3 separate regions of the Mus musculus genome follow, and regions 1 and 3 are each linked to region 2. The links are chromatin contacts, called in public Hi-C and HiChIP or PLAC-seq maps. All regions are on one chromosome and are shown on one strand. Each heading gives the region's core, a stretch centred on a gene start, on an enhancer-like site or on the middle of the called end of the contact. The rest is flanking DNA. Distances are from core to core; before and after follow the strand shown. Region 1 has its middle 42 kb from the start of Gm22505. Region 2 holds the start of Tbx15 (T-box 15). Region 3 holds the start of Hao2 (hydroxyacid oxidase 2).

Region 1 (2,731 bases), core at 64-2,563, 500 kb before region 2:
ATCTGCATGGGGTGATAATCAGTTATGCAAAGCGTTTGGTCTTATTTGTTGTAGTATCACTAGCAGCAACTGTGATGGGCACTAAGATGAGGTCTTGCTATCAAAGGGTAATGAATGGAATGAATGCATGCATAAAGTTGCTTTGCCTGGGGAATTTTAAACCATTAAAATTATTATATACACATACAGACACACAGTTACATATGTGAATATACATGAAAACAAACTATATGGCTTGCTTGTATGTTACATTTTAATTTGGGGCACTTTTTTTGAGTTGTTTACCAGAGTTTTCTACTCCCAGTTTCAAAACTTGTACTTCTAATTCCCACTTTAGGTCAAATTTGTAAGTCTTTTGTACTATAACTGACCATAAATGATTGGTCCATGAGTAGAGTATGCTTCTAGCAGGACCAATCCAACACTGAGAATTAAATACTATGGTGCAGTATAACAAAAGCTAATCTTACCCTATTCTTGAGCACATAGTAAGTATGTGATGCTCTCCCCTTCAAGGGCTTTCACCTTGGCACGAGCAAGGGGCCTTTAAACTTCTGCTCAAGAAAATCATTATCTCAAGAATCAATAGCTGCAATAGTAATAGGCCACTGAGATCAATGGGACTAGCTGTAATATTAATAAGCCAATGAGATCAATGGGATATTCATTACAAAAGCCCTTACTGAATCCCTACTGCATGTTAGTGACTGTTAAACAGTCAGTAGAAGGTAAACAAGGGATTCTCTCTCTCCCATCAGAGGCAGTCATGTTGAGAAATAATTATCACACAGAGGTAGACGCTAATCTAACATGAGTAGATGTTGTATGCAGAGCTATACAGCTCTACATAGATTTTCACTACTCTGCTTTTTGCTACTCCAAGGACTCTAGGTCTCATGTACACAACTGTAAACTAAGAAAAACATATTTAAAGACTTGGTGTCTTTTCTTCTCCTAGTTAGAAAAAAAAATGTTTTGTGAAAGTTGAAGTGTCATTCCATTACCGAGTTTGCCATGGTTCCACTTTGTGTTAAACGTTTCTTTTCCTCTCATTCCTTTTCAGTTAGTGAGAAGCAGTCGAGTAACTCTCCTGCGATTTTTACAGAATACCAGACTCTACAGCCTTCCAGACTTCAAGACCGCCCTTCGCTGGAATCTCAAAGAGGGTGGTCTCATCAACCAAGAGGACCCAGACTGGGAAATCCAGGGGTAACAGGGAGTGGCTTTTGGTCTCTGCACCCCATGTTTGCCGTTTTGCTGGAATATGAGCCTCAGTTAGGCAGCTGGGGCATGTGTGTTAGCAGGGGCGAAGGCTGGCACTGAAAGGAGTTACTTCCAGAGAGATCCTGTTTCCACCATAACCACTTTCCTAGGACTTATTCAGCACCCGGGCTCCGGGAAGATTTACGAGCTGCTTAAAACATTCATGTTTGCCTACTGCTGATCATTGGAAACGCAAGGGTGAGAACAGGATTGTTAGCAATCAGGGAGCTCTCTGTTCAGGTCCGCGGGCTCTGAACATCCTCTTATGTGTGGCTATGCCTGTTCACTCTCAGCTTCCCTTCAGGCATACATGAATTTATTTCCTCCCGGGCTTCATTTGAATTTGCCAAAGTTCAGCTTGTGTTCAAAAGCCTGGGGGAGTTAGAAATAGCCATATACGCTTTATTAAAACTCCCATTTGCAAAGACACCCAGTTTACAAGGCATTTGCTCAAATATTCTCACTTGATTTGGTCGTTGGATTATCTAGTCGTGCACCTACGGACCTTGTGATTTTTAGACATCGAACGTACAGATGCCAGGATCTGGGTCTTATGTTAGCATTTTAATGCACATTGCTTAATTTCTCTGGACCCTTGTTTAATTCTATATGGATTTATTTAATATTGTTGTCCCAAGCTCTGAAACTCAGTGCTGAATGTCAGCTGCTAACTTAAGGCATGGCATATATATATATATATATATATATATATATATATATATATATATATATACATATGAAGGCATTAGAGACAGTGATTTTTAAAGGTGAACTTCAAGGAACCCACATGTGTTTTTCTTTGCTGTTGATACACAGAGCCCAGAGATGAAAAACTCTGAAAAATAGATCCTGTACAGACTCAAAGTCAGATTATTCCTCTCACAAGTATTCTAGGCCATAGAAAGAAGAGTCCAAAGATAATTGCTCCTTGTATTCAAGGAGTGTTTATTCTTTGGATCTAGATCCCCTAGATGGGTTAGCTAGCATCCTTTCTTCATTCTCCACACATTAGGGGAGGATGAGTGTACAGATTTGGGTACTTCGTGGGTTTAGCTATACTCTGAACATGACAACCAACTGGTATTTGTACCTTGTTACTCTATAAATATGCAAATTCAGAGGCTTCAAACAATCTCATCTCTTCCTTCTCACACTCCATGTCACTCTTGTTTACAAACAAAACAGCCTACATTGGCAGAAACACTTATATTTTCTCCATCTCAGACATCTGATAAACACTGGGGATCTGGGACCTGTACTTCCGAAGTTTCTCCCCCTTACTTTGTTCATCAGTTTGTAGCGAGCACCAAAGAGCTTAGAGAAGAAAGTCCTCACCATTCCTTTTAAACTAATGAATTTGAGAATACTTACGTGTGAGACAAATAGTAATAACTTCAGTGAAAGAAGTTTCACAGCATCATGTTTGGGGTTCTCTTCTTTATGCTTTTCCTGGTGGCACTGTCAGAGC
Region 2 (2,995 bases), core at 140-2,639:
GGAGCGTGGAAACTGAACTGTCACTGCTGAAAGAGAAAATGTAAGCGACAGCTGTCCCTCTTCGGGCTTTGGCTAGCTTTCAGGCCAGGATCCTCAAGCTCCCGAGCCTACTGCTGCTCCCATTCCTGTGTGGGCGGCTGCCTGACTCTTCCCCCCCACCCCCAAGCCGTGTAGGACAAGGAGTCTAGTCCTGGATCCTAGCTGGTCCGCAGGGACACCTTCTGCAGGGCCTTAGAAATCTGGGCTGAAAATACTAGTTGTTGAAAATATTCTGAAGCCGCTAAACCGAGTTATGAGTGTAGTGTTTGTGAGCGTGCTTACAGGATTTTGACAACAGCTGTTCCCCCGGGCTGTTTTGCACTGTTGAAATCTTGGCACTAAATACAAAATGTGAAGCTGTTTTCTCCCTCTTAGGGTTCTGTTAAAATACACACATTGACATCCGCCTTGAGTTTTAAGTGTTTTGTGCATATTAATTATGTACAATATGGAGAGATCTAAGAAAATTAGTTGAAACGTGCACCCACCCAAATACTGAGATGTGGGCACGGATTAAAGACCTGGGTCTCAGGATACAGTGTCTATCTACTATGTCCCCAGTGAAATAGAAATAATTATACTCCACCATCTAAAACTTAGTTGAGAGAGAAACTAAAAGAGAAAACCGGAACATTTCCCATGGCTGCCTTATAGGCTTCGTCTGGCAGCACTCGGGGGCTCTCAGAAGCACGGAAGCAAGTCTCAGATCCACTGGGCTCTTTCTCCAGTGTCTTTGACTGAGCTCTTTCAAACCCAGGGACCCGCAGCCCTCAGTCTCTGACACAAGAGAAGGGGGATGGACGCAAGTAGGCCTTGAAATTGGCGATTAAAATGCAAGGCTCGGGCCAGGCCCCCAAATTGGTTCCGGCGAATTTAGGGAGGCTCAAGGTATTTATGCCAAGAAAAAGGAACCCCCGTCGGAGTGAGGCAGGGAGTCAGCAGGCAGGGCCTCCCTCCACTCGCGGGGATACCGGCTGGTGTTCCTTCTCCACCCGCCTCCCGTCGTCCGATCCGACACACTCACCCGGGTGGGGCTCCAGGCCGTGTGTCGCCGGGTCGTCTGTGTCTCCGAGTGGGCCTGCGGGACTCAGCGCCTCCATGGACAAGTCCAGCCCCTTCTCCTCCCAGTCTCGCAGTTTCCGCTTTTTATTTGAGCCGATCAAGGCTTCAACGGAGAAGGCATGTGCTCGGGAGCTCAGGGCGACTGCAGATCTTCTCCGTTCACTCATTTTAGCCGCCCGCACCCGGGTCTCCTCTAGCCCGCGCTACTGAGCTGGCAGCCCCGCGGCCGCACGCTCCGAGCGCCCGCCGACCCGGCCCTGGAGAGGCGGCGGCGCCGCGGCCGAAACTGGGGCGGCGGCTCCGCGGGTGATCTGCGCCCTCCCTCCGTGTCCTCCCCCGCCCTCGACCGCCGGATCAGACCGGTGCCCCCAGCTGCCCCAGCCTCTAGGAACTAGCGCGGGGAACGCCGCCCGCCCGTTGCATGGAGCACTGAGTCCAGCTCCCCACCCACCCGGGCAGGCGCTCACAAACTCTGCTGACTGAACTTCATCTTTTCTTTTTTTTTTTTCTTTTCTTTCTTTCTTTTTTTTTTTTTTTTTTAAATTCACTCCCTCTTCCTTTTTCTCCTCCCTCTCCCCCTTCCCCACTCGTTCTTCCCGTCCTTCCCTGATCCAAACTTCTGGGAAACTTTTCCCCCCTGAATTCCTCCCTTCCCGAGGAACAGGGGGTAGGCAGTGAGCTCCTGTCCGAGGGGTGAGGGAAAAGGGAGGGGGAGCAGAAAAAGGCAGAGGGGAGGAAAGCCAGCCCCCAGCCAATGGCAAGAAAGGAACAAGAGAAAGCCCGAGAGCTCGGGCCAATGGGGAGAAGGGAGAGACTGAGGCTCGGGCCAAGGCTGTGCGCTGGCCATCCCCAGGATGCTTCTCTGCCAACTTTAACCCCTGGCTTCCCGGCACCCGACTTGTTTCTCTGTAGGAGGAGGGCAGTCGGGACAGCTCAAAGTCAAAATCTGATCTTCGCCCTTATAGACTCTACAAGTCCAAATACGAATCCATACAGTTTCCTTCCAAACTCTCAGGATCTAATAGAGCTAGCTATCATACTCAGTTCAGATGCAGATCTGGGAAGCTGATGCTGTGACAAAATGCTAACCTGTCCCTCTCCTCAAAAAAAAAAAAAAAAAAAAAAAAAAAAAGGCAGAAGATATTTCTGATCATATCACCCATGCCCCCAGGGGCTTTGAGATCTGCCCAAATTTCTCTACGCAGGTTTCTACTGTGTTCCAGATCAATGACTTTCTAAGCGGGTCCGGTTAAGGCAAAACGAAACAACAACAACAAAAAATTTTCCTGCTGCCATTCGGCCTTATAACTGAACATTTCAGGACTTCACGCTCCTTGTTCTACCTGATGGAGGGAGGAGACAGACACGCTGAGAGTTAAGAGACCTGCATGGGCCGCTTAGCTTGCCTCGGGGTCTGCAAACTTACCCTGCTAGACTGGGCCCCTGCACCACACAAATAGTAACTTTCATAGCGCAGCAGACTCTGAGCTGCGCTTCGCCTATCCCGGGCTCTTATTCCAAAGAACCCACAGCGGGTGCCGGGGTTGGGGGTGGGGGGGAGATAGATAAGACTTCTGATAGCTGGGAAGGAACTTTTTCAAAATTTCTTCAAATCCCCTCATCTCCAGAACTTGGCTCTCATCTCTTACTAATGATCTCCCTTTGCTCCCACGCCTCACTTTTAAAGCTTTCAGGACCGTTCATTCACCACAGATAACCTAGGAACTTAAAACAACATCCCCCACCATTTTTGTTATCCAACCGCTCACCAAGTTATTTATCCTCATGGATAAATGGCATAAGGCCTCAGATCGCAGACTTATACGGAGGCCAAAAAGAGAACGGAGGGAAGGAAGAAAGAGGGAAAGAAAGAATAAAAAATCTCCTATTTCAG
Region 3 (2,700 bases), core at 178-2,677, 360 kb after region 2:
GTTAAAAGGGAGCCGGGAGAGTCCATTATAGCGGTAACAGAGGGTAGGTGATCACATGATATCCATAGTCAGGAAGCAAAATGGTGGCTGCTCCTGCTCCCCAATTTTTCTTTTGTTTTGTTTTGCTTGTTCAGTCTGGTTTTATTCTGTTTTTGCTTTGCTTTGCTTTGCTTTGCTTTGCTTTGCTTTGCTTTGCTTTGCTTTGCTTTGCTTTGCTTTGCTTTGTTTGAACAGGGCTTTATGCTGTAGTTCATGAGGTCCTCAATCTCACTAAGTAGTTCAGGCTAGCCTTGAACTTTTGAAAATTCTGATGCCTTGGCCATTGGAATGCCTAGATTGCAAGCATGAGCCACTATATCAACTTGCTTTCTTTTTTATTAAGTCTGGGGTAACAGCCTGTGGGATGGTGCCCCACAACTTCCTGATGAGATCTGTTCAGCTCACTCAAACTCTAGAAATGCCCATACCCGTACACACTCAGAGGAGCACTGCCTAAGTGACCCCAAATCCCATCAAGCTGACAGTCAAGATTAACCCTCACACTGGTCATGGCTTTGAGCAGGTTAGCTTACCACATTCATTGTTCTGAAAAATGAGGGAAACATCTATCCATGTATCTCATGAGGCAATCAAAATATTTAATGGGATGTTTGTGGTGTATTGTAACCAATTAAAACGTCACATGCTGTTGCAATACAGAAACACCTGATAACAGCTGGTCTCTAAGAAGACAAGGGAGATTTGGGAAATTAATAAATTAGTCAGCTTGAATGAACTCTACAAGACTGTCTTGAGGAAATCAGTTCTCTCTCTCTCTCTTTCTCTCTCTCTCTCTCTCTCTCTCTCTCTCTCACACACACACACACACACACACACACACACATATACACACACACACAGTTCCATTTTGTTCTACAAGCTATCATCCTACTTTACTGAATCATGTTATCGTCAGAGACATTAATGTTTGCCTCCTGCATTAATTTGGTTGTCTAGTTCAGTATGTAGAGCTCCACAGTATTCTTATGCAGCCCTGTCCTGAGTCCCCACTATTTTCCTGCCCATGGCTTGGAAGCTATTATCTGCTCTACCCAGTTACCACACCCCAGGCAAATGTTCCTTTTCCCATTGCAGTATATTTTTTAACTCTCTACCTGAAATCACTTATATCCTACCATTAACCATAACTTCCCTTATGGAAAGTTAATAAGCAACTACTTTATTATTTAGAACTTTACTCTTATAACACAATTTCAGGATTTTCATACCTTGTAAAGATCTAGTTTTGGCAGCAAATATTGCAAAGCCATTCAAGTTTATGTCAAGGTTAACTTTAATCTGAACTGGTTATTTATTACTTCCTTGATAACTTTTTAACCAAAAGGTTAATGTTTATCCTTAAATATATTTTACTTCAGAGCCGAACGGTGGGCCTCTGTAGCAGGCTTTGCATGGCTACCTCTACATACTGCTATTGCTGGCTATTGGAAGACCTTAGTGTCAGGTTTGTCTTGGGGTATTTTCTATATGCTTGGAACTTGAGGAGAAGATGAAATAGTGGGTGAGATTTAGGGGAGTCATAGTGAGAGCTTGGCAAAGAAGGTTACATGGAGATAGGTGGCAGGGGTGGGCACATTTAAGCATTACCCAAGAAAGCTGTAGTATCAAAGAGTCTGCTGGCATAAAAAGTTCAGTCCAGGGAATTTAAACCTGGAGATAGCCGAATGTGTATGCATCCTTAGGGAAAACATTAGTCAAAATATGTTCTTTTAAAAGGTCCCTTCCCTTAAATGTGCTCATTACATGGAACATTGGCCATAAAAAGAATGTTGTGACAGGTCTACTTCTTATAAGTGAAGTAGTTAATATTTTTCAAAAAAGAGAATTTGTATCATTTATTTGGAGATACTCTGTTCTTTGGAAGCAGTTGTGAGTTCCCTTCAGTAGAAGGGCTTCTTGGGGTTGTGATCAGTTCCCACAGAAATCTGGGAAGGACTGAGAAGAAGATGAACCAAGACAGGGTGGTACTGTCATATAGATAGCCAATACTTGAGTGGAATAGATGGACCAGGAAACAGAATGAAAGGAGAAGGACCTTTCATGTTCTTCTACAACCTCCCAGAATGCACATCTCCTAAAGCCTTTACTGGGAACCACTCCGTCATTCTCAGTTTTACAGAATCCTTTAGTTCTTACAAGAACCCTGGGCTCGATAGTGATGTTGTGATTTTATAACTTAGTAGCAACTGGAACTTGTACAAATGATAACTGGGAATCATCTGAGGTCCCCTTTGAGAAGCAATGGGAACCATTTTTTCCATATTTCCAGTAGTTCTCCCTAGGAAAACACTCATGTTTAACTCTAAATTATACCAATAAACTGAGAATGAAATACTGAATCCCGTCTTCCAACTTTTACTGTATTTTAAAAGCTGAGCCTGAAAAACTTGCTTTTCACTTAACCTTCAGTATTTAGGGCAGTGCCTAGATATCATGTTAAAGCTAGTCACTGTTGTAAAATACACCCTAAAACATCAGTGGATTAACATAAAAATGTATATGTACAAATACATATTTGCTCATTTGTTCATATTTGTTTAAAATCATCTGGCCTATAAGGCTGCCCCTTTCCAAGTAGAGATTTGGAAATCCAAGCTGCCTTTATTTCATAGATATGGATTTTGGAAGATGAACTACCAT

The links. Hi-C and Micro-C count contacts between places; a contact is called where the count stands out from the background. HiChIP or PLAC-seq counts read pairs in DNA pulled down with a chosen protein or histone mark.
Region 1: an H3K4me3 HiChIP or PLAC-seq map of embryonic limb bud shows a contact between it and region 2, with 5 times the contacts expected there. The contact joins the enhancer-like site here to the promoter of Tbx15 in region 2. A contact is called at or near these places in 1 of 484 Hi-C or Micro-C datasets (nephron progenitors) and 3 of 115 datasets of contacts at active chromatin or transcription factors (bone marrow-derived macrophages, embryonic forebrain and embryonic limb bud).
Region 3: a Hi-C map of embryonic fibroblasts shows a contact between it and region 2, with 6 times the contacts expected there. The contact joins the promoter of Hao2 here to the promoter of Tbx15 in region 2. A contact is called at or near these places in 2 of 484 Hi-C or Micro-C datasets (adipose-derived mesenchymal stem cells and embryonic fibroblasts) and 7 of 115 datasets of contacts at active chromatin or transcription factors (the NIH/3T3 cell line, craniofacial prominence, embryonic forebrain and 4 more).

Annotation. Positions count from the first base shown.
Region 1 is chr3:99,748,548-99,751,278 of GRCm38.p6, reverse strand. No RefSeq gene overlaps it. Among named protein-coding and RNA genes, the nearest start is that of Gm22505, 42 kb to the right of the region's middle. Within about 2 kb of position 1,313, at least 4 of the 459 cell types and tissues checked have an H3K27ac peak or open chromatin away from gene starts, as enhancers often do. A contact at or near this core is called in embryonic limb bud, where this site is marked.
Region 2 is chr3:99,252,154-99,255,148 of GRCm38.p6, reverse strand. It overlaps Tbx15 (T-box 15), which reads right to left and starts at 1,389. Exons shown (of 8, transcript NM_009323.2): 1 at 1,064-1,389. The coding sequence starts at 1,268.
Region 3 is chr3:98,891,957-98,894,656 of GRCm38.p6, reverse strand. It overlaps Hao2 (hydroxyacid oxidase 2), which reads left to right and starts at 1,427. Exons shown (of 9, transcript NM_019545.4): 1 at 1,427-1,504.